2 separate regions of the Sus scrofa genome follow, and region 1 is linked to region 2. Evidence: chromatin contacts called from public Hi-C data. All regions are on one chromosome and are shown on one strand. Each heading gives the region's core, a stretch centred on a gene start, on an enhancer-like site or on the middle of the called end of the contact. The rest is flanking DNA. Distances are from core to core; before and after follow the strand shown.

Evidence for each region. Hi-C and Micro-C count contacts between places; a contact is called where the count stands out from the background.
Region 1: a Hi-C map of skeletal muscle shows a contact between it and region 2, with 2.9 times the contacts expected there. The contact joins two enhancer-like sites. A contact is called at or near these places in 15 of 47 Hi-C or Micro-C datasets (embryonic fibroblasts, fetal heart ventricle, heart right ventricle and 5 more) and 2 of 2 datasets of contacts at active chromatin or transcription factors (alveolar macrophages and skeletal muscle).

Annotation. Positions count from the first base shown.
Region 1 is chr6:17,582,930-17,590,518 of Sscrofa11.1, forward strand. No RefSeq gene overlaps it. Among named protein-coding and RNA genes, the nearest start is that of TERF2, 19 kb to the right of the region's middle. Within about 2 kb of position 4,987, at least 26 of the 83 cell types and tissues checked have an H3K27ac peak or open chromatin away from gene starts, as enhancers often do. A contact at or near this core is called in retroperitoneal adipose tissue and skeletal muscle, where this site is marked.
Region 2 is chr6:17,516,899-17,524,181 of Sscrofa11.1, forward strand. CYB5B (cytochrome b5 type B (outer mitochondrial membrane)) reads right to left here. Exons shown (of 5, transcript NM_001159592.1): 5 at 5,689-6,206. The coding sequence ends at 6,113. Among named protein-coding and RNA genes, the nearest start is that of CYB5B, 37 kb to the right of the region's middle. Within about 2 kb of position 3,448, at least 25 of the 83 cell types and tissues checked have an H3K27ac peak or open chromatin away from gene starts, as enhancers often do. A contact at or near this core is called in retroperitoneal adipose tissue and skeletal muscle, where this site is marked.

The sequences.
Region 1 (7,589 bases), core at 3,737-6,236, 68 kb after region 2:
CAGTGTGCAAGTCACCCTTATTCCACTTAATAATGGCCCCAAGGTGCAAGAGTAGTGATGCGATTCAGATATTCTCTTGCTGTGCCTAACTTATAAATTACACTTCATCATAGGTATGTACGTATAGGAAAAAATATAGTATAGATTAGGTTCAGTACTATCCACAGTTTCAGGCATCCACGGGGGATCTTGGAACATGTCCTCATAGATAAGGGGAAGTATTTTATATTTCTGATGTACAGGGAATTATAAAAAGGCTCATGGGCGTGCGCATGTGTGTATGTGTATGGGTGAATGGAAAGCAAGAGTGTTCCAGGCAGTGGAACAGCATACATACAGGCTGACGGGTGGGAAAAAGCATGGAGTGCTTGCAAAATTGAGAAAAGGCCAGTGTGACTGGAATCTGAAGATGGTAACACATCATGTCCCCACAGCCCAGTTCTTTCAAGTTTTTTTAACTGAGGTATATTTTATATAAACTCAAATGGCTACATTTTACTGCAAGTCAATGAGTTTTGACAACTGCAAACAGTCATGTAAACCATCACCCAAATCAAGATAGAAATGTTTCCATCTCTTCCAAGTTCCCTGGGACCCCTTTCCAGCCAGTGCCCCCAGCCTTGGACAGCTGCTGCTCTGATTTCTGTCACCTTGATTTGTCTTGTTTGTTCTTGTCTCGTATGCACCTTCTTTCTACATTATGCTTGTGAGATGCATCTGTGTTGTTCCAACAGTTCTAAGTTGTGAGGTGGTTTTCTGTTGAGTTTGCAGGAATAAGTGGCAGTCGTAAATTGAGGCCTAATCAGAACAATTTTATTAATGATATATTTCCTTACAATGGGCTTAAATCAACTGCCATGCAGCACAGTAAGGCATGGCAAAGTTGATTAAAAAGAAATTGGCAAAGTGTACCTCACACTCACGATGACCCAGCTATTCTGCATTTGGGAGCTTCTCTTACGTGTGTGACATGATGTTCAGACAAGGACATGAACGTCAGGGTTGTTTTTCATGGCCAAGGATTAAAAACAAACTAATGTCCATCAGTAGGGATCTGATTAACTCAATCATAATGGATTCTGACAGTGGTAAACCATACAGTTATTTAAAAAAAAAAAAAGCGTCAGGGGGGAGAGTTCCCGTAGTGACGAAACGAATCCGACTAGGAACCATGAAGTCACAGGTTCCATTCCTGGCCTCGCTCAGTGGGTTAAGGATCTGGCATTGCTGTGACCTGTGGTGTAGGTCGCAGATGCAGCTTGGATCCAATGTTGCGGTGGCTGTGGTGTAGGCCGGTGGCTACAGCTCCGATTAGACCCATAGCCTGGGAACCTCCATATGCTTCGGGTGCGGTCCTAAAAAGACAAAAGATTTAAAAAAAAAAAAAAAAAAAAAAAGTGAGGAGATTCCTTATGTACTGAAGTGAGATGGTCTCCAAAGGGGAAACAACACGCAGAACAGCGTGTGTTCATTCCCTTATTCAACAAATATTTACGGAGCAACTACAATATGCCAGGCACCACTCCACGTGCTGAGGATATAACATTATACAACATAAAATCCCTTCCCTCATGGAGCATCCATTCTAGGGGCAGAGTAAAAGAACAAAATAAACAAATGAGAATGATTTTTGTATGGTATGCTATCATTAATGTAAATTGAAAGAGTTAAAGGGGGAAGAAAACATAAATGTGTTTTTTTCGGATATGCATAAAATCTCTATCTTGAAGAAGATACTCCAGAAACTGGTAGCACTGGGGAAGGAACTGGGAAGCTGTGGGACATGGATAGAGGGAAAAAATGTCACTTTATGCTCTTTGTATCTTCTGAATTTTTATATTCTGAATGTGTTACCTAACCCAGAATGAATGGATATAATTTAAAAAAAATGTTTAAGTTGGAGGAAGTTTTGGCAGTATTTTCAAGCACCTGGGCCCTAAAGTTGTGGGAAACGCTCAATGGCAATAGGAAAAGGCCAGCTCCCAACTGTCACTCACTGCAGTCCTGAGCCGAAGTCAGGGCATCCCCCTGGTCAGATCAAAGAGACACCAGGAGGACAGAAGGAAACCAAATCAGTCTTGAGTCACGTATGTTTCGTGGGTATTTATGAAAGGCTTGGGCAGATCCTTCCTAAAGTTGAATTAATGTCAAGAGAGAATCATCTCAGGAAATGCAAGTTCCTCTCTTCAAACTTTTGGGGACCATCCCATTCTGGAATGAATCACATAGAGCCAAGTTCATGCACAGGGAACATCTGTGTGTGGGGAAGTGGAAGGATGGGGAGCATAATCAAAAGACCATCTGACACTGAACTTGGACACCTCTTATCTTTTTTCTCAGCTTCCCCTGGGTTGTCCGTCTGTTTGGTTACATGGGAAGGAAGGTCTACAAAACACTCCTGGTTTATTATTTGGATGAATTCACATAACATGTGAAGGGGGCACTATGGAAGAGGAACCTGACTGAAATCTGTACTCTTTGTGAATGTCTGCATTCCAGAAGCTTCCTAGAGTTGTTGGATGACGGCTCTATGACTACTGTCTCCTAAGAGCCTCTAGTCAACCAAAATGGAAAAACAAAAATGTCTGGCTTTGAGTAACAGGTCTATAATTATTTCTCTTATCTCGCAATAAATTATCCCTTTAAAAATCCTATCAGTACTTATATTTTTATTAACCTTTAACGACTAGTTAATATAGGAGTACATTCTTCTTTTTTTGAAAAAATTAGAGGGTTGCAGATAAAGTTTTTGGTTTTCTTTCATCACTTCTCGCAATGCTAATTTGATTGGTCTGAAGTGTGTCTGGCAAATAATTACTTTATTAGAGTGATGCCAATATGCAGCAAAGTATGAGAACTCCTTGTCTAACACAGGACCCCAATATTTTTGGAAATTCAACACTTAGATGTTATGGGAAATACATATATACACACACACATATATATATTTTAATACAATACATGGTTTTCTTTCTCTAAGTGCAAGGTGAGATTTGCCTCTTAAGACAAGTTTGCATTTTAGCAAAAGCTCTTTCATAAACTTTTGGGTTTTGTGAATAAAAAGCCAAAATGGGAGTTCCCGTGGTGGTGCAGCAGAAACAAATCCGACTAGGAACCAAGAGGTTGTGGCTTCCATCCCTGGCCTCCCTCAGTGAGTTAAGGATCCGGCGTTGACATGAGCCATGGTGTAGGTCACCAACGCGGCTCAGATCTGGCGTGGCTGTGGCTGTGGCGTAGGCGAGCAGCTGTAGCTCCAATTAGACCTCCAGCCTGGGAACGTCTATGTGCCTCGGGGGGGCCCTAAAAAAAACAAAAGACAAAAATAAAAATAAAAATAAAAAAAGAAAGCCAAAGTGCAATCTTGGAATGGAATTTGGGGCAGTGAGTCCCTAAGCTTATCATGTCAAAGTTGTCATTGCTGTGGGCATATTGCATCTCTGCGTATTAGCAAGACGAGGCCTGAGACTGGGGACTGAGGAAGAACCTATGAACGTTCTTGGTTATAGACAGAGAAGGCTGTCATGACCCTTCTGGAAGGTAAGGCTGAGACACTCGAAGACTGTGCTGTCCAACACGCTCACCACCAACAGTGTGCACGTATGTAATTTTAAATATTAGGGAATGAAAACAAATTAAAAACTCAGTGACTAGTAGCCACATTTCACGTGCTCAGTGGCCACATATAACTAGTGGCTACCATACTGGGGGCAAATACAGAACATTTCCACCATCAGAGAAAGCTCTTTGGCACAGTGCTACTCTAGAAATTATTTTACATGGTCTTATCCAGTTGCTAGTGTAAAAATGTCCTTTCTTGACATTATCAAGTCTTCAGCAAAGTTTTATTTATTTATTTATTTAGTCTTTTTTTGCCATTTCTTGGGCCGTTCCGCAGCATATGGAGGTTCCCAGGCTAGGGGTCTAATGGGAGCTGTAGCCACCAGCCTACGCCAGAGGCACAGCAATGTGGGATCCAAGCCGCGACTGTGACCTACACCACAGGTCATGGCAATGCCGGATCCTTAACCCACTGAGCAAGGGCAGGGATCAAACCCGCAACCTCATGGTTCCTAGTCGGATTCATTCACCACTGAGCCACGACGGGAACTCCAACAAAGTTTTAAAATAATAATGAAAGCTAACATTTATCGAAAACTTAAATATTGCTCAGTTTTCTTAGTGGCAAACAATGGTTTCACTCGTGCTAAGTTAAGCAAAAGGGATTTATTCAAGAGTATGGCTAGCTCACAGGATCACTATGAAAATTAAGAAATAGACTCTAGTCTAAATGTCCAGGGATGACCTCCAAAATTACACCGCGGACTCCTTGACAAGCCAGCCTAAGCCTCTGCCACCACCCAGAAGCCTTCAGAACTGCTAAGCGGTCATCCCAGCTGCTGGTTCTAGAATCACACTGCCTTTGCCACGATCAGCCGCAGCCAAATGGATGTTTCACACCCGCCTCTCCCTCCACACAGTTCAGAGTTCTAAAATCTCACACCCGTGGAATTTAAATCACAAACCAAACTGGAGCTGCAAGGGAGTTTGAGAAATATCGCGAGTGTTTGTTTTTCCAGAAAGGGAGCTAGAAAGAGTTCGGGCCGGATTTGGAGCAAACCCGTCAGTCTAAAGGATCTGCCACAACTTGCTGTAGGCCAAGTTCTGTGATCGTGCCCTATCGCATTTCCTTCGTACAGGAATTCAGGGAGGAAGGGCCTGTCATCGTCCCCTTCACTGCAGGAAATGGTGGGGCACACACACGGTCTTAGGCTGTGCTTTGGGAAGTCAGAAGAGGGCCCTCTGTCCACTCTTGGGAAGAACTAAAGTCGAGTGGGGAAGGGACAGCTAGCTGTCTGGAGAAACCCGGACGGAAGATGACAATACACGAGAATAAAGGAGCCGTCCCAAGGTGACAAAGGACAGCCAGAGTGAATGTGACAACTCACGAGTGGTGCTGCTATGTGAACGCACGCCAGGTGGCCGAGTCCCTGCGCTCTCCACAGATGCATGCTGCCCCCGATGGGAAGAACCAGACCTTGCACACACGGAACAAAGACACAAGGGCACTTGCCTGGCGACGGTCCAACGACCCCAACCGCATCTGTAGCACCAAACAGGAGTGCAAAAGTAAAGAATGCAGCAGGGAAGGTTCTAGAAGGAGGTGAGTTTTTACCAGGTTTGAGAGGAAGGTGTTCATTTAGGCATAGTAGTCAGAAGGCAGTGGATTTCAGAGGAAAGAACCCCCCCCACCCCATCCCCACCCCCAACCCCACCAAGGCTGAAAGGGGCAGCCACTGTAGCATATCAAAGCAGTGACCTTGACTGAGGATGAAGGCAGTGGTGAGTCAGTGTTTGAGAGAAAACAATAAATACACGTGTTGGGAGGGGAACTGATTGTAGGATAAAATCATGGGAAACTCTTCCTATGATTATAGTCACATTCCAACATTAGCAAAGGATGTAATGAGACTCAATTTGGAGCAGAATGAAAATCTCGGGCAGTGGGTCCTAAACACTCTCTGACAGACACTCCAGGTTTATTCTCCTGATCTGCCTGCCTGTCACGAGGGGCTACCTCCAGTTTCAGCTCCCCGTCCCTGTGATGCAGCCCAAGCTTGTGGTGCAGGGGGGCTGCGGCCCCTTTGCCACAGCCTTCTTTCCTGGAGACGTTTTAATAGGATCAAAAGATAACCATGTCAGGGGAAAGAATAAGTCTCAAGGCAGTGAGTCTCTCAGAGCGGGGGAATTCAGAAAAATTTGAGAAAGGGGCGCCAATATCCCAGAAAGGAAGTTGTACATGTGATTCTTATTTTGCTTAAGCTTTATCAAACAATCCCTTTGTTTTGTAAATCTCTTTTTAGGACTGCACTTGCAGCACATGGAAGTTTCTGGGTTGGGGTCGAATTGGAGCTAGAGCTGTCAGCCTATGCCACAGCCACCTTAATGCTGGAACCAAGCCGCAACCGAGACCTGTGCCACAGCTTGTGGCAATGCCAGCTCCTTAACCCACTAAGTGAGGCCAGGGATCGAACCTGCATCCTCACAGACACTATGCTGGGTTCTTAACCAGCTGAGCCACAACGGAACTCCCAAACAATACATTTTGACAAATCTTTCCATCTGCCAGGTTCAATGGTAAGCAATTAAATAATACATTAAATCATTTGACCCTTACAACAAATACCTAAAGGCTATGCCCATTTTACAGAGGAGAAAACTGAGGCTTAGAGGTCCCACGGCTAAGAACTGGACTCCACAGCCCATGGATTTAACCATCCTGCTATGCTGCTTTGATTTTGTCTTTCTTTCTTTCTTTTTTTTTTTTTTTTTTTGTCTTTTTGCCTTTTCTAGGGCTGCTCCCATGCATATAGAGGTTCGAAGGCTAGGGGTCAAATTGGAGTTGTAGCCGCCGGCCTACGCCAGAGCCACAGCAACGCTGGATCAGAGCCGCATCTGCAACCCACACCACAGCTCACGGCAACACCGGGTCCTTAACCCACTGAGCAAGGGCAGGGATCGAACCCGCAACCTCATGGTTCCTAGTGGGATTCATTAACCATGGCACCACGATGGGAACTCCTGATTTCTTCTTTCTTATTTGTGTTTTCCTATTATTTTTCACATGCTCTATTTGTATACTTGTCAGCTCCTCACTCCGAAAACAAGAAGCCTCTTAAAGTGCAACGATCATGTCTAATTCATCTCTTGACACTCTTTCCCTCCCTTCCCCAGCCTCTGATGGAGACTAGCACATAGTGAGTGCTTAATATATGTGAGCTAGACGGAGGTTTGTGACGCAATAATCATTCACCCTGTTTCCTTAACCCAACAACTCCTGCAGCTATTCACAGCTTCTGCATAACAAGTAGATGAAGTGAACCCTCTCATTTCATACAGGACCATGGTCAAGGGTGAGGGTCTTGGAGCCAGGTAGTGACAGGCTCCAATCTGCCTCAGCCACCTTTTTTTTTTTTTTTTTTTGGTGTTTTTAGGGCCACACCTGCAGCATATGGAAGTTCCCAGAGTAGGTGTCAAATCGGAGCTGTAGCGCCAGCCTACGCCACAGCCACAGCAACTTGGGATCCGAGCCATGTCTTTGACCTACATCACAGATCATGGCAACACCGGATCCTTAATCCACTGAGCAAGGCCAGGGATCGAACCCACATCTTCATGGATATTAGTTGGGTCCGTACTGCTAAGCCACGACGGGAACACCTGACTCAGCCTTTTAGAGATGGAATCTTGGGCAAATGTTTAAAAAGTAAAAAAAGCTTACAATTTATAAAGGGTCCTCTAAAAAAAGAACTCCTATTGAGGCATGAAAAATAGCTGGAAAAGTTTATGATTCAGATGCTTTATATATATGTATATACATATATATACATACACACATATAAAATGTATTTATTTATTTTTGTCTTTTTAGGGCCACACCTGTGGCACATGGAGGTTACCAGACTAGGGGTCTAATTGGAGCTGTAGCTGCTGGCCTACACCAGAGCCACAGCAACACCAGATTCGAGCTGCATCTGCAACCTACACCACAGCTCATGGCACCGCCGGATCCTTAACCCACTGAGTGAGGC
Region 2 (7,283 bases), core at 2,198-4,697:
GGCACCTGGATTTAAAAATTTTTATCTTTCCACGTCCAGGTAGTTCTAAACTTAGTATCAGTGTTTCAGTCACAGAGATTAGGACCAGGAACAAATAATAGGAACTTTGCTCTGAGACTGGAACTGATGGATCAAAAATGCCACTTGTGGGAGTTCCTGTCATGGCGCAGTGGTTAACGAATCCGACTAGGAACCATGAGGTTGCGGGTTCGGTCCCTGCCCTTGCTCAGTGGGTTAACGATCCGGCGTTGCCGTGAGCTGTGGTGTAGGTTGCAGACGCGGCTCGGATCCCATGTTGCTGTGGCTCTGGCGTAGGCCGGTGGCTACAGCTCCAATTCAACCCCTAGCCTGGGAATCTCCATATGCCGCGGGAGCGGCCCAAGAAATAGAAACAACAACAACAACAACAAAAAAAGACAAAAAAAAAAAAAAAAAAAAAAAAGCCCTTGTGGAGTTCCCAAGTTGAACATTTCATGATGCCAAGACCCAATACAGACAAGGATCTTTCCAGAGGGAAATTAAATGTAATGAACCCAACTAGCATCCATGAAGATGTGGGTTTGATTCCTGGCCTTGCTCAGTGGGTTAAGGATCTGGTGGTGTTGCCAGGAGCTGTGGTATATAAGTTAGCAGCGCAGCTCCGATCTGACCCCTAGCCTGGGAACTTCCATAAGCCACAGGTGCGGCCCTGAAGAAAAAAAAAAAGCCACTTGTCAAACTTGAAACAGGAGTATTTGTGTCTGCATTATCTTGTGCTTCCTCCATCAGCCTGAATCACCTTTTCACGATACAACAATTTCAAAAGCCATACATAGTTTCTAAATCCCACATTACACGGCACAAAGAATCAGAAATGCTTAAAAAAAAAAGTTCCTGTCGTGGCTCAGAGGTTAATGAACCTGACTAGCATCCATGAAGACATGTCTTTGATCCCTGGCCTCGCTCAGTGGGTTAAGGATCAGGTGTTGCCCTGAGCTGTGGTGTAGGTCGCAGACATGGCTCGGATCCAGCGTTGCTGTGGCTCTGGTGTAGGCTGGTGGCTACAGCGCCTATTAGACCTCTAGCCTGGGAACCTCCATATGCCGTGGGCACAGCCCTAGAAAGACACCAAAAAAAAAAAAAAAAAAAAAAAAAGCTTGCAAGCTGTCAAAAATACTGCACAGCACATAGTAGGTGGCACCTAAGTGATAAATATATTACAGCTGTATCCTCATGTTTCCCCCAAAAGCAATTCCAGCCTCTCCTGAATGCTACATACAAGAATTGTTTCTAAATGAACTATAATTTAAAAAAAAAAATTTTTTTTAAAGAATTGTCTTAAAATGCTGTTATACATGATTAAGCTAACTTAGTCCCTGAAATACAGTCCCCAATTTATTATGGTTCAACTTAGGATTTTTCTGCTTTACCATGGTGCAAGTGATATGCATTCAGCAAAATCCGTATTTTGAATGTTGGTCTTTTTCTGTGCTAGTGAGACCCAGTACGATACTCTCTAGCATACTGGGACATGACCACATTGTAAGTGAGGAAAGATCTGTATAGAGTATATAGACATCCACTAAGCTAATTAATGTTAGATGACTGATGTTACTTACAATTACCAATCATTTAGGAGATAGTGTGGGTGTTTCTTACCTTAAATTTACGTAAATGAAATCACAATCTTCTACCTCAAGTTTTCAACCAGTCAACCAGGATTTGTCAAGTACCTGCCAAACACTCAGCATCAGGAAGAGACATGTGCCTTATGAGGACTGACATTGAAACAACAGATTCAAACACGAGTAATAAGAATGGGACTTTCCTTTCCTGTTAATAATCATCAATTCACGTGACAGCGAAAATACTAAGCCCTAACGAACTGTGTCTCACTGGTCATGTTAGAAGGCTATCAGTAGGTTTTAAAAGTAATTATAAAAATGGTTTATTTCCCTTGTTTTATTAACACAGTCACTAGAACTTCGAGCTCAATGTTTCACTTTCCCCAACAGTTCAGCCATTTCCAAGAAAAACAAGCATTTAAAGAGTGGCGCTATAGATAACAAGTGTTATTACCTTGAAATGACTTCTTTATCAGATGGTTTCAGTAAAAACAGAACTTCCAAGCTGTCTACCTGGTTGCCACTTCACATCCGTTAATACAGCAAAACTCTTAATTTTTGCGTCTCACAATCTTCGCCTTTCATTTCGGGGAAAGAGCAGCAGCATGACTCCCGAAGAACCGTGGAACTCCCCCATCAAGTTATGCTAACACAAGATTAGCACAGAGATGACTTTTATGCTTCTCAAGTTCTTTTCTTCCAGACACCTGAGAATTCCAGAGCCAACATTTCCACTTAAAAAAAAAAAAATTTTTTTTTTTTTTAAATAACCGTAGCCAGGGCAAGAAAAGGAAAACAGTATCTTTATTGTGTGTCGTTCTAACAAACATTCACTGTGTGCACATTCCAGCAGAAAGAGACAAAGATCTTTGTTCAAAATATGCTGAAATAAAATAGGTAAACAAACTCCATTATTGAATACACAAAAGGAATGTTAATATTACTTGCTCATAGTTGAGGGTGAAGTTAAAAAAAGTGGGGGGGGATAATCATAGTAATGTTTTGCCAAAATAGCCAATGTAGAAAAAAGGTGCAGGCAACGTGCAGCTCTGAAAATTCTCGAGTGACAGGCTGGATGTAGGGTGGGTAACTTGACAACCTCTCTGCTTCTTGGAACCTCCCGCTGGGAGCACTCCCACAAGTTCCAAACCCAGCTTTTTCAGAGCACAACAGCCAAACGGGACTAACTTCCCCATTACTTTTGTGATATTTGGCAAAAGAATAGGATGGTTAAAAAAAAAAAAGTGTTAACCTCCTGTTGCGACAGGTCTGAATCCATTTCTCCCTCGGAAGTAATGAGCATTAATGGTGTACATTTCTAAATTGGAATTTAATCAGAGAGATATCGCTTGAGATTTTAAGCATGAGATACGACATAAGTAATGACATAGCTGGCCTGTAAAGCATTTTTTTCATTGCTCCCCATGGGAACTGAATGAGTGTACACTCAACAATGTTCTTATTTCCCAACATGGGCCTCATGACAACTGCTCAAAGAACTTCACAGGCTCAAATGATAGGTTCCAATGCATTTTTGCTTCTGCTCAAGTGGTCACATAAGAACTAAACACAGTATATATAAACTTTGTCCCCACCACTTTCCTGTCTTTACAAATATAAGTCATTTAGAAACCAAAACCAAACAACAATAACAAAAAAAAAAGAAAACAAAACAAAACAAAACAAAACAAAAAAGAAACCAAAACCAATTCTGAGAGACAGAGGCAAGGACATTCGGGCCCCCGCACTAGCATCCCCATTTGGGGGACAGTCAGTTCGCCTCACCTCCTCCCTGGGATCAGCAGCCATTACACGTACAGAAGGGTGGGTGGCAGCACTGAGTCCTCCTTGGGAATAAACAGCCAAACACCCCAGAGACCCCCCAGGAGGCTCTGCCATCCAGCAGGGACTGGCTCCACTGGCTCTCCAGGTGGGATTCACAACCTAGCAAAGTTGAGACTGTTTCTCGAGAACTTGAGTCTACTTCTTAAAACAAAAGTCCTTTTTGATGGATTTGGCTCACATACTGTATTACTTTATTGTTTAGAAAAACCTCTGCGAACTCTCACACAAGCTCTCCCTTTCACCTGGCTGTTTCTGTAGGAAGCAGGAAAATAGTAAATGGACCTACAAGTGGTTTTTATAATACAAAGTGACATCACATTAGCAACAGATGAAAAGAAGCCCTGGGTACTGGATGGATTTCATGGATGGTTGAGACCAAGTCTGAAAATCTTTTCCTCTGGCTCTGAATAAAAACAAGTTCCCATATAAACAGGAAAAAGACAACCCATATGAAATAGAAAAGCCTATCTTTTGCATTGATCTTTACCCTAAAAATATCAAAAACACACATTTTACTTACAAATGTCATTCTTTAATGTTTCTTCTAAGCCAGATGTTTTTCATTCCGTTTTGCCAACACACTTTTAATTGACCCAAGTTATCTTCTGGCTTAGTTTCAGCCTGAATGCTCCCTTTCCAGCTCCTCAATACTCCTTTGTCCTTTCTACCTCAGGGTGGCCCCATGTGATCATGCAACTTAATCATCACAGCAATTACATATCAACTTTTATTCAAAGCAACCCTCCCTTGCCTTCAAATAGGAGCATCAAAAGCCACACCACTTCCGTTACACACCAAAGATTTTTCCTTCAATAGACTGTCTTAAAGTGGCATCTTATAATCCATTTGCAACATTTTCTAAAGATAAAAGCTTTAAAAGTTTACCCATATCCCTGACATAAAAGTCAGCCAGAAACCCCCTAAAATTACTCCATTATGTCATGACCAAGTGTGCGAGAACCAGGTCAATGTCATTTTTATGAATTCCAAAGTCACTCAACTGCTAAATCACAGGTTATAAGACCCAGGTTGAACTTCTTAAGTAGTTTGCAGGGGCAGACACTGGTGTTCTGTGTACCTTCCTGCCCTGTCAAGTCCCTGGCAGGCTGAAGGGGGGAGGAGATGCTGAACAGTGCCTGTGGTCCTTCCTGAACTGCCTGCTGCTCCCTGCTGCCCGTGACAATGGCTCAGAGCAGGCTGGTGACCCTCAAAGGATGGGGAAAAAAGTCACCACAGTGGGAGGCAGAAAACTGCCCATGGACTGTCTCCCCAGGTGCTTCCATGGAGGAAAAGGTAGTTAAATACGCCAGAGAAATTCCTGAACCGAGGAGGAATAAGAACCTACTCCTCAATGAGACAGTCTTCCAAGAGAAAAAAGAAAAAAGAAAAAAACTGCTAGCTTTTTTATTCTCAGTGGAAAAACAACAAAACCACAAATTGGAACCATGGAGGTAAAATACAGATGAAATGAAAAACATTCTCTTGTCATGCTCTCTGCCTTCCCTCTGCCACTTTTCCGTGGAAGTTACTGTACTGGGGCAACCAGAAGATCAAACCACTCAATCTTTCACCTATTCGGAGTCTCTTCCTTTTGTAAACTGGAGAAAAAAAAGTCAGCTAATGGATAAACAAAAAAACCCAGGAAAATCCTTTAATAAAACTGTAAAGTTCTATGGGCATAACTATAAGTTTATATATTACCAATAAAAGATGGTAAGGGGTTTTAAAGGAAAGAAGGAATTCCCGTGTGGCGCAGCAGGTTAAGGATCCAGTGTTGTCACTGCTGCCATGGGGTGGGTTAGATCCCTGGCCTGGGAACTTCCACATGCTGAGGGTGAGGCCAAAAATGAAAAGAAAAGAGATGGCTGGGAATTGGTGCCAAACCCAAATAAAGGATGAAGTTTTTGGTGCTTTTTCTAAACGCCTGTCCTCAAGTAGTGTCTCTCGATTATTTTTCAAAAGAAAGATTAAATTCAGCTTATTATCCCAGTTCAGCCCTCCCGTTCCCAGTTCTCTCCACTCCCAATAAACAGAAGGGAGGCAGCGTTCCGCCCAGCACCATTTGGCGGCCTAAGGGGGTGACAAGACCTCCCTGCCACACTCGCTCAATTTTAACAAATATAAACAAGGAATGGGATCATCCTGCAGTTGTGTTTTAAGTCACAGGTGTGGAACTTGACATCATGAGTGAAACCTCCAATGATAAACGATAGAATGAAGTTATAATTTAAAAGATACTATTTACTTAAAACAAAAGGGGAAAAAGAAAAGCTTCAAAACCAGAGTGGGCTGCCCCATTAAGAAGGTCTAAGTAACTAAGTACTGGAAAGCAGGCGATGACACCAAAAGGCAGTGTCATGAGGACGTGCGGACTCCGGTTATAAAACACAGTTTTGAAAGACAAGGGTGCTCGTGGAAACCATGAAGAGAGGAAACAACGGCAAAGACGCAGAACAATGAGCAGGTGCTTTGAGAGTAAGGCTCTGAGAAATGACTTCACAACTGGCCCCAGGGCTGAGGCGGATGTCTGGCCAACAGTCTGGGCTCCGAGGGGGAGGATATAATTGGCAGTATTCGAGAAGAGGGCACAGCCGCAGCCTCCAATTGAGTCTCTGGTTCTTGCTCCCAAGTGGATGTGCTTTCCCGACGTCAACAAAGTCTCCTCAGGAGGATTTGCTCTCCGCCGCCGTGTAGTAACGATAGAGAAAACCTAAGAGGATGGCGCCCAGGATGGGGAAGATCCAGTATGACCAGTAGCTAAAAGGGTAGGGGGGTGGGGAGGAAGCAATAAGTCGTGAACATTCCAGACCAAATGGGTGCTACCTTTCAACATTCACATTTGTAATATTTTTATGAGCAAAGAATGTGTATTTACTTGGGGAAATTGAACTGTTTTTAATCACACAGTAATTGGGAAAAAAACCCCAAATATTTGGATCAGAGGGACAAAGCTGAACAAAAATTTTTAAAGGATTAAAACCAGAATGTATGGTATGACACTTCCCAATATCTGTTTTTACAAAGACATACAGTGGTTATTTCTAGGTGATGGGATTCTGGACAGGTTAACTTTTCTTTATGCTTTTTCACATACTCTTTAATTAACATCTTTAAAAAGGAAAAGGCCATCGTTAGATATTAATATAATAAACACATATAATATACAAATATTTATATAAATATTATCTGTATCATAAATTTAGAGGCAATGTTACCTAGTACAACTGATGGCAATATTATATCTGTCCCACATGTATTTTTAAAATTTAATCCTCACAACAGTCCTATGAAAAAGATACCACTATTATTTTCATTTCATACAAAATAAATACAAGCTTTGCACCCAAAATCACAAAGGGAAGTTAGCCAAGCTGTCCTCTTGATCCCTTGTGTAATTTGGACACTAATAAAAACACACAGACACACACAGAACATACTGCTGGTTCCCATAAAGTTAAGTAAGTGAATAGTTGGCTTAAAAAGCCTTATAAGAAACTTCTTCTCAGGAGTTTTAGGACAGTCATTCTTCTCCTTAAAATAATACTTCTTCTCTAACAGAGCTAGTTTTAAGGCAAAATTCTTCTATGATCCTGATGACCTGGCTGCCTCTCTACTTATGACATATGCAGGCTTGGTATTAAAAGGCTTTGAAGCCCAAAACCCAGCTGAGGTTCAATAACAAAAATGATTCTCTTTGCCTAAACACGCCTAGCACTTCGTACATTTAAGTATGGCAGAAAGCTGCTCTGGGCAGGTTGAGAATGTTAGCCAGGGAGCTTTGTTTAAAAACACAAGCAAGGTGGAGTTCCCGTCGTGGCGCAGCGGTAAACAAAT